3 separate regions of the Mus musculus genome follow, and all the other regions are linked to region 1. A link is a contact called in public Hi-C and HiChIP or PLAC-seq data. All regions are on one chromosome and are shown on one strand. Each heading gives the region's core, a stretch centred on a gene start, on an enhancer-like site or on the middle of the called end of the contact. The rest is flanking DNA. Distances are from core to core; before and after follow the strand shown. Region 1 holds the start of Rbpms2 (RNA binding protein with multiple splicing 2). Region 2 overlaps Trip4 (thyroid hormone receptor interactor 4). Region 3 holds the start of Kbtbd13 (kelch repeat and BTB (POZ) domain containing 13).

Evidence for each region. Hi-C and Micro-C count contacts between places; a contact is called where the count stands out from the background. HiChIP or PLAC-seq counts read pairs in DNA pulled down with a chosen protein or histone mark.
Region 2: an H3K4me3 HiChIP or PLAC-seq map of embryonic forebrain shows a contact between it and region 1, with 5 times the contacts expected there. The contact joins the enhancer-like site here to the promoter of Rbpms2 in region 1. A contact is called at or near these places in 7 of 39 promoter capture datasets (the C10 cell line, the HPC-7 cell line, cranial neural crest and 3 more), 2 of 15 datasets of contacts at CTCF or cohesin (the NIH/3T3 cell line and large pre-B cells), 12 of 484 Hi-C or Micro-C datasets (B cells, the F1.1 cell line, the HPC-7 cell line and 8 more), 17 of 115 datasets of contacts at active chromatin or transcription factors (the 230-238 cell line, PVALB interneurons, bone marrow-derived macrophages and 11 more) and 4 of 9 other capture datasets (adipose tissue, embryonic stem cells, liver and 1 more).
Region 3: a contact with region 1 is called in a Hi-C map of bone marrow-derived macrophages, with 28 read pairs. The contact joins the promoter of Kbtbd13 here to the promoter of Rbpms2 in region 1. A contact is called at or near these places in 2 of 39 promoter capture datasets (hematopoietic stem and progenitor cells and neutrophils), 1 of 15 datasets of contacts at CTCF or cohesin (large pre-B cells), 1 of 484 Hi-C or Micro-C datasets (bone marrow-derived macrophages) and 1 of 9 other capture datasets (adipose tissue).

What each region holds. Positions count from the first base shown.
Region 1 is chr9:65,629,160-65,631,931 of GRCm38.p6, reverse strand. Rbpms2 (RNA binding protein with multiple splicing 2) reads right to left here and starts at 1,350. Exons shown (of 8, transcript NM_028030.3): 1 at 1,035-1,350. The coding sequence starts at 1,103.
Region 2 is chr9:65,843,020-65,845,938 of GRCm38.p6, reverse strand. All of the region lies in intron 12 of Trip4 (thyroid hormone receptor interactor 4), which reads left to right. Among named protein-coding and RNA genes, the nearest start is that of Zfp609, 17 kb to the right of the region's middle. Within about 2 kb of position 1,393, at least 45 of the 459 cell types and tissues checked have an H3K27ac peak or open chromatin away from gene starts, as enhancers often do. A contact at or near this core is called in the HPC-7 cell line, adipose tissue, bone marrow-derived macrophages and 5 more, where this site is marked.
Region 3 is chr9:65,390,334-65,393,033 of GRCm38.p6, reverse strand. It overlaps Kbtbd13 (kelch repeat and BTB (POZ) domain containing 13), which reads left to right and starts at 1,382. Exons shown (of 1, transcript NM_028974.1): 1 at 1,382-2,700. The coding sequence starts at 1,382.

The DNA of each region.
Region 1 (2,772 bases), core at 101-2,600:
ATTCTGCACCAACTCATTAGCACAACCAGTAAGAAACATCAGGGCCTCTGCGGTTTCTACCCCAGACCAAGGGGAAGGGCCCTAGGGCTGGATAACTGGCCCTTGGTTTCCTGGGCAAAAGTATGCCAGGGCGGGGCAGGAAGGGTCTCTCAGCCCTGGAGTGACACAGCATACGTTAAAGAGCTCCCTAGGAGCCTAGAACCCATAGTAGTTGAGCCGGCCTGCCTAGTTTCCACTCGAAGTTACCTTAAAGGTTTTTTATCCCCCACAAGTACGTCGTCCTCACCAGGCGATAAAACCACGAGCAGTGATGATTCCTTGACGCGGTCTCATAACCTCTTTTTCTGCATAGGGCAGCTGGACAAGATTATGTCACCTCTCCTTGGAAGATCCCACCCTGGCCAGTGTGGGGTACTGGCTTGGCTACTAGGTCAAAGGGCGAGAACAGGGGATACTCAAGGCTTCTAACTTCTCTCTTTTCCGACTTTAATTAAATTGCCGGCTCAACTCTCTGAAGAAGCCCAAGTTCTGAGACAGGGCGAAAAGCCCGCCTGCCCACTGAGACCACAGCTCTAACCTAAGCGCAGGGCAGCCGGCCAGGCCTCCAAGGTCACGGGGAGGGGGCGAGGTGGAAAGGCTGGAGGGTGAGCCAGCTTCCCGCACCCACCGGGATAATCCCTCTCAGCTCCTTACAGTCGGGGCGGAGGTCCAGGCCACCCAGGAGGCGCGCCTCAGGCGAAGCGTAAGCCCCACCGGGCTTGGGGAAGGAGGGCAGCGGGAGTAGGACCTCCGCGGCGCCCCGAGCCCACCACGGGGACGCGCGCCCTCCTCGAGCCCCGGAGGGCGGGGAGACAATGCCGGCCCCGCCGGGCTAGTTCAGGCCGCACGCCTCCGCCCGCTGGACATGGGCTGCTCCTCCCCAGGGCGAAGGGCAGCGGAGGGAAGGCGCCAGGAGCGGTGGCCCGCAGGACCTCGCGCCGCCCGCGGCCCCGCGTGCACCTCACGCGCGCCGGCTCCCGCGGCCGCACACCCACCTCCTCCTCCAGCGGGCTGCCGGTGCCCGCGCCCGTGCAGTGCTCGACGTCCGGCTTCAGGTTGCTCATGGTGAGGGGGGACGCGGAGAGGGAAGCGGGACGCTCTGTCCCGTGGTGGGCAGGGGCACGGCGAGCCGTGCGCCCCCGAGGAGAGTGCGAGCTGGTGAGGAAAGCGGCTGCTGCCGCGTCAGGCTACGGAGAAAGGAAAGGGGGGGGGGATCACATTAAGTTTGGCGGGTGCGGGAGGCGGCCGGAGGGGCAAGGCACCGGGAACCCGAGGGAGCGGAGCCCGTGCGGCCACCGCCTCCGGCTTTTCAGGGCGGCCCGCGAGTGCGCTCGCGGCGGCGGGGGGCGGGCGCCGGAGGAGGGGGCGGGCGCCGGAACCGGCCTCAGCTGGGGCCCGGCCCGCCCCTCCCCCGCCCCGCCCCCGCCCCGCGCGCGGTCTCCGGGGGAACGCGCAGCCAATCCCCGCAGCCCAGTGCGGGCTCGCCCCGGCCCCGGCCCGGTCCCCAGCCCCGGCCCGGGCCGCGACGCTCCGGCCTTTCTGCCTTCCTTGGCTCCGGCGTTTTCCCGACTCCGCTTCCTTGGTCGACCCCCACCCCCTTCTCCCTTTCTCTCCCCGACTCGGCTCCCTTGCACCCCACCGTTCCCTTCTCCCAGACAAGTTTTTTAAACTTTGATGAACTCTCTCAGAGAACTTTTCTTAAAGGAGCCGCGCGGGCTTGGGTGGAGCTTGAGGTGACCCGCACGTTGCATCCCCAGCCAGGGCGAGGGCGGCGGCGGCGGCAGCGGGGCTCCCGGTTTCATGCCCAGATGTGGAGGTGTAGGCTGTCGCGAGCACATCGTTCGCCCCGAATTCCTGTCGGGTCCGGGCCAGCGGTTCTCTTCGCGCGAAGCAGCCGGGGACCGGGTTTTGGGGGTGAAGGCGAGGAAGGGGTAGGGCGGCAAACACCTGATCTTGAGCAAGTCACCGAGAGTTTTTTTTTTTTTTTTTTTTTTGGCTGAGTGACCTTGAGGAAATCACTTCCCCTATCTGGCCAGAGGATTCCAGCCCAGTTGGTGGGGATTAGAATACAAATTCTTTCCTCACTCTCACAACCTCCGTCACCTCAAAAGAGGAGGTGAAGGAAGCCCAATCCTTTTTAACTTCAGGAAGGGGGGGTACCTCGACTAACCTAGAAGGTTCCGTTCGTTACCTCCACCCCGCTTTTAAGACTTCTCACGGCTCGTTCTTTTTCCGCTCCAATTCCGAACCCCAGGGTGGGGGAGGGAAGAGCCGGCTGACGCCTAGGGCGGGGTCGCCTAGACTCCCACCCAGTGGTGGCGGGGGGGGGGGGGGGGGGCGGCCTCAGGGCCGGATTTTCCCCCAGGCCGAATAAATGCTGACCAGGACGTCTCCTGCCAGCAGCCTGTAAAAAACCGGCACCTACCTGAAGTCGCACTGGAAGAGTAGCGGCCCTGACTGCCCTGCGGAGCCGCCAGAGCACTGGGGTTCTTTCGTGCGCCCCTGCCCATGGGTTCCTTTATGTGCACTGAGACATCCCAGCCGCAGTCCCCGATAATCCTTGAGCAGCCATAGCTGAGAGGAGAGCGGATTGGGCTCGGCTCAGGTGTCTCCCGGTGGGATCTACTGCCCCGACTCAAAGCACGGAACTTAAGTCTTGGTAGCGGGATTCGGGGCGTGAGGCCGCGCTCAGAGGCGGTCCAGGTGAAAAAAAGTCTTGGTTTGCAGCCCCCT
Region 2 (2,919 bases), core at 144-2,643, 210 kb before region 1:
CTCCTGCTCCAGTTGTTGGGGAACCCACATGAAGACCAAGCTGTGCATCTGCGTGTGTGTGGGGGGGTATGGGGTGTGGGGGGGTTGGCTGGGGGTGAATTGTTTCTTAAGTGTTTGCTTTTGCTATTAGTCATCAGGAAACAGGAAAAAGATTTTTATAAGTTATAGGCTAGAGCTATAGTTCATTGATAGTGCTTGGCCAGCATGTGCAAGGCCCTGTTTCAGGCACTACCACCACACACACAGACATGGCCACACACACACAGTGCAGTGTGTATATATGCAATTCACCTGGGGATCTGTTGGGAAGAGTGACATAATTAAGAAGTTATTGATCATTTTAACAAAAGGATGAAGTGGGGCCTTGCCGAGTTGGGCAGAAATTTTTATTTGGCTCTAAATCAGTAGTAGTTGCCAAAAGGTACTAACCTTTTTCCTCTCTGTTTGGAAAATGACAAAACAATGTTTTCTAAATGACTGGTGAGCAGTTTCCCCTCAGAGGAGAAGAAATAGCTGTTTGGCAGTTAATTACTTGTTATGTTAGACAGCTATGAAAGTTATGAGGCATGAAAGAGAGGTAGGCCCACCTCTGCTGCTCCTCGGGCTGGAACTCGTGATAAAAGTCTCTACAGACCAAAATAAAAGCACCTGCCAGAGTCTGTGCCCAAATTTGGATTGTTCCTTGATTATAAAGCTCATATTTCCCGACCTATTTATTATGCTCTATCAGTGACCCTTAGCTTAGCATCTAAACTGGATGTGACATTAGAGTTTATTTGTGTTCATTACCCTTGCGAATTGATTCTTGCTGAGCCGCTGCAGTTGCTGCTTTGTAAATCTCAGACCAAAGATACAAAGCCTTCTTTCCCTCCACCCCTCCACAGTGCTGGGCATTGAACCAAGGGCATTGTGCATGCTGATCGATCACCTCTGAGCTACAGCCCCAGCCTTGCTTATACTTTACTTTAATACAGTCTCAGTAAGTTGCCCAGGCTCTCTTTAAACTCTCTCTGTAACTTGTGCTTGCCTGCCTCAATCTTGCCAGCAGCTGGGACTAGAGGCCCACATTACCGGGCCAACTAAGCACTGCTTAGTGTGTAATGTGGCCCTTCGTGTCCAGACCTCAAGGGCAAGGGTTATTATATTCTTGAGAGATACAAGACTTATCCAAATGGACTTCTCTTTAGACTTCTGCTTTGTTCCTCATTTCTGTTTCTTGTGAACACTCTCAAGTTCAGTGGAAGTTGTGGTAAAAGGCTCATGATCCCAGCTGCTGGGACGGTGCCAACAGCATTCAACAACTATTCATTGATTGCCTAATGTATGTTGTGTCTGATCCTAGCAGAGAGAGGGGCAGAGAACATCCGGTGCCTTCCTCTATCAGTCTCCTTACTTTCTGAGACCATTTTCCACTGAACTTGAAGCTTCCTGTACTTGAGCCCTGTTTTTTTCACAGCAGATGCTCTTAGGCACTGAGCCATCTCCTAGCCCTCCCTCCAAGGGTGGGTGTGGGAATGTCTGCCCTTTTGAAGCTTTCATCTTAGTGAAGAGAAGCAAAAAATATAAATATATGTTATCAGATCATGGTAAGTACTATGGAAAAAGATAAGGTAGGAAAGAAGTTCAAAGTGCTAAATTTATAGGGTAATTGGTGCTGTGATTTCCTTATGTTTTCATTATTTATTTTTGTTGGTGCTGATTATTGAACCAGAGCCTTGTGCATTCTTGGCAAGCAGCAAGCACTCTACCGCTGATTTTTAAATAGTGGGGTCGGGAGAGATTTATGTCAGAATTGACATTTGAACAAAGTCCTGAAGGAAGAACAAGATGAAGCCATGTAATAGGGCTTTGAAACATTCTAGGAAGCCAGGTACAGAGGCAAACTCAACTTCTGACGAATTGAGTCACAGCCTCTCCTTTTGGGACTTTGAAAGTGAATGTGGGGTTTAGAGAAATTTAGCAGTATAAAAGGTTTCTAGACATGCAAGTACCAAAAATGAATTCAAATTCACATGAATATAGCTGTTTCTGGCAAACCTCATCCAAGGCTGTGTCAAATAACTTCACCAGAGCCTTGGTACACAGTTTGCATTATGCTTGTCACAGTACACAAGGTTGACCAGTGCTGCCTGGGTCTTCTTGACTCAGACACCAGACTGCTCTCTTCTGAATTGCTGTGCTCTTACTAGCCATACGAAATGGTTTGGCTTTTTTTTTTTTTTTTTTTTTTTTCTGTTTTGGAAACACTTTAATTATGAAAAATAAAAACCTTGTTTTTTTACTATCATTTCTCAGCAAATGAGTATCAAATTTATGTTTCTTTGGATGGTGTATAAATATTCATCCTATTGCTTGTTTGAGTTATCTTGAGTTTCACAGAAAATAGAGCAATATTTTTTATTTAATTTTATTTATATTTGATTTTTTAACTATTTATTTATTTATATGAGTACACTGTAGCTGTCTTCAGACACAACAGAAGAGGGCATCCGATCCCATTATAGATGGTTTTGAGCAACCATGTGGTTGCTGGGAATTGAACTCAGGACCTCTGGAAGCAGTCAGTGCTTTTAACCTCTGAGCCATCTCTCCAGCCCCCAAGAAATATTTTTTAAATGTATGTTTATGTGTAAGTATGTCTTGTGTGTGCAGGTACCTAGAGGCCAGAAGGGGGCATCAGACCCCCTGGAGCTAGAGTTACAGGCAGTTGAGTTGCCTGATATTGGTACTGGAAACAGATTCTAATCCTCTGAAAGAGCAGGAGGTACCCTTCACCCCTAACCAAGCTCTCTAGCACCTAACCTTAATTTTTAAACTTTTATTTTTATTGTGATAAACCTTATATAAGATACTTTTCCATTTTAAGCACATTTATGTGTTATGGATCAGTGACATTAAATATATTGGAGTATAGTTACC
Region 3 (2,700 bases), core at 133-2,632, 240 kb after region 1:
TGCACCACGTAAACTGGGCATAGTGGCACATGAACTTGGGAGATGGAAGTTGGAGGCTCATCCTTACTGCACAGCAAATTTGAAGCCAGCCTAGGATATATCAGACATGATCTAGAGAAGAAATCCAGCTCACAGTGTTGCTGTGAAGTAAGTGGAGATTGTCTATTCACCAAGGATATTGGGCAGAGGGCCAGAGTAACTACTCATGAATGTCGCAAGGGTTAGGAGTCAAAGTACGTATCACCCACAGTGGCAGCCACAGAGGGGTCAGGCAAGTGAAAACCAACACTAGCTTCCCATTTCCATTCCAAGAGAGGGGCAACTTCCACCTCTAGGGCTCACTGGATGCTCTGTTACATGAAAGGAAAGGGCTCAAAAAGAGGTTGAGATGGAACTGCGGAGACCACTCAACATTAAGAGCAAACCCTTGCTCTTCATCCAGAGGACAGGACTTTATTCCCATAATTTCTTTTCTTTTTTCTTTTCCATTCCCATAATTCCATTTCCAAGGGATCTGAAATCGTCTTCCAGTATTCAAGCCCAGGGCATGTCTGTGATGCATTTACATACATGCAGGCAAAATGGGAGTGGGGTATAGATTGGGCTATCCAGCAAGCATAAGCATAGACATATCTGAGATTCCTAGGCTGCCCATTTATTTTGGTCCTCTTTGGTCTCTCCCTTCAACCTGCCTTCCCCACTCCTTTGAGCTGATGAACGCTTGTCCTCATCGGAAAGACCTTAGCCAAGTCATATAAACTCTCCAGGCCTCATCCAGAACCCTTATGGCATTTGTCCTAATACTGTGTGTAGATGTTTCTATTTGCCCTATTTTAAAGGCGAGGAAACAGAGCCAAGGAGGTACATGTGTTGTATATACAGCTTAGTACAGTGTCAGTTAAATACGATATCTTTAAAAGCAGGCCTGGTAAGGCCCACAACACAGTGGGAATTCATTCTTTAAAAAAAAAAAAAAGTTATCTGTGTCTCTGTGGAGGTGGGATGAACGCCAGTGAATACAGCGGTCAGAGTCCTCTTTGTGAAGGGGGTTTCCTCCTTCCACCTTTATGTAGGTTCTAGGTTGAACCCAAGCCAACCAGGCTTCTAGACAAGAACCTGTTGAACATCTCTTCGGCCCTGTCACTAGTCTCTTAACGGAACTGAATGACCACACAGGTGTCCAGATGCCCTCTGGGCTCGGAGGCTATCCAAGCCTGCGGGCCACATCACATGAGCAGATCCTATCTTTAGCCAGGAAGGTATTTATAACCCCCAGGGAAGTTTTTTTTTCCCCTCCCCGCCCCGGGGTAGCCCCAGAGTCAGTGGCCCCTGGCAAATCTAGGCCCCCCAGCGGCAGCAGCCTCCACCCCTCTGGCTCATCATGCCCCCAGGCCCCGAGGTCCCAGTGCAGGTGTGGGTGGACGGTCAACTCTTCCAGGCGGAGCAGTCGCTGCTGGTGGAGCACTGCGGCTTCTTCCGCGGGCTTTTCCGCTCTGGCATGCGGGAGGCGCGCGCCGCGGAGGTGCGCCTGGGCGCGCTGAGCGCCTCCGGCTTCCGCACGGCGCTGCGGGTGCTGCGCGGAGAGCGGCCGGCGCTGGCGGCCGAGGACGAGTTGCTGCAGGCGGTGGAGTGCGCCGCGTTCCTGCAGGCGCCCGCGCTCGCGCGCTTCCTGGAGCACAGCGTCACGTCGGACAACTGCTCGCTTTTGTGCGACGCGGCCGCCGCCTTCGGCCTGCGCGACGTGCTCCACAGCGCTGCGCTCTTCATCCGCGACGGGTCGCACGAGCTGGTGGCACAACTGGAGCTGCCCGAGGCCCGAGCCTACGTGGCGGCGCTGCGACCCAGCACCTACGTGGCGGTGAGCACGCACACGCCCACACCGGGCTTCCTAGAGGATGCGTCGCGCACCATGTGCTTCCTGGACGAGGAAGAGGACGCATGGCGCACGCTGGCCGCGCTGCCCCTGGAGGCCAGCACACTGCTGGCGGGTGTGGCCACCCTGGGCAACAAGCTCTACATCGTGGGTGGCGTGTGTGGTGCCAGCAAGGAAGTAGTGGAGCTAGGCTTCTGTTACGACCCAGAGGGTGGCACCTGGTGCGAATTCCCCAGCCCTCACCAACCGCGCTATGATATGGCGCTGGCTGGCTTCGAAGGCCGCCTCTATGCCATTGGTGGCGAATTCCAGAGGACACCCATGAGCTCCGTGGAGTGCTATGATCCCGCCACAGGTTGCTGGAGCTTCGTGGCGGACTTGCCACAGCCGGCTACAGGGGTTCCCTGTGCCCAGGCACGTGGCCGCCTCTTCGTGTGCCTGTGGAGGCCGGCAGACATCACTGCCGTTGTCGAGTATGTGGTGCAAATGGACAAGTGGCTGCCAGTGGCTGAACTGTGTCGTTCACAGAGCTACGGTCACTTTATGGTGGCCCATCGCGATAGTCTCTATGTAGTACGAAATGGACCTTCCGATGATTTCCTGCACTGTGCCATCGATTGCCTCAACCTGGTCACAGGCCAGTGGACATCGCTACCTGGCCAATTTGTCAACAGCAAGGGAGCACTCTTCACGTCTGTAGTGCGTGGGGACACCGTTTATACTGTCAACCGTGTATCCACGTTGGTCTATGCCATTGAAGATGGCACCTGGCGGCTGCTCAGGGAAAAGGCTGGCTTTCCTCGGCCTGGCTCTTTACAGACCTTTCT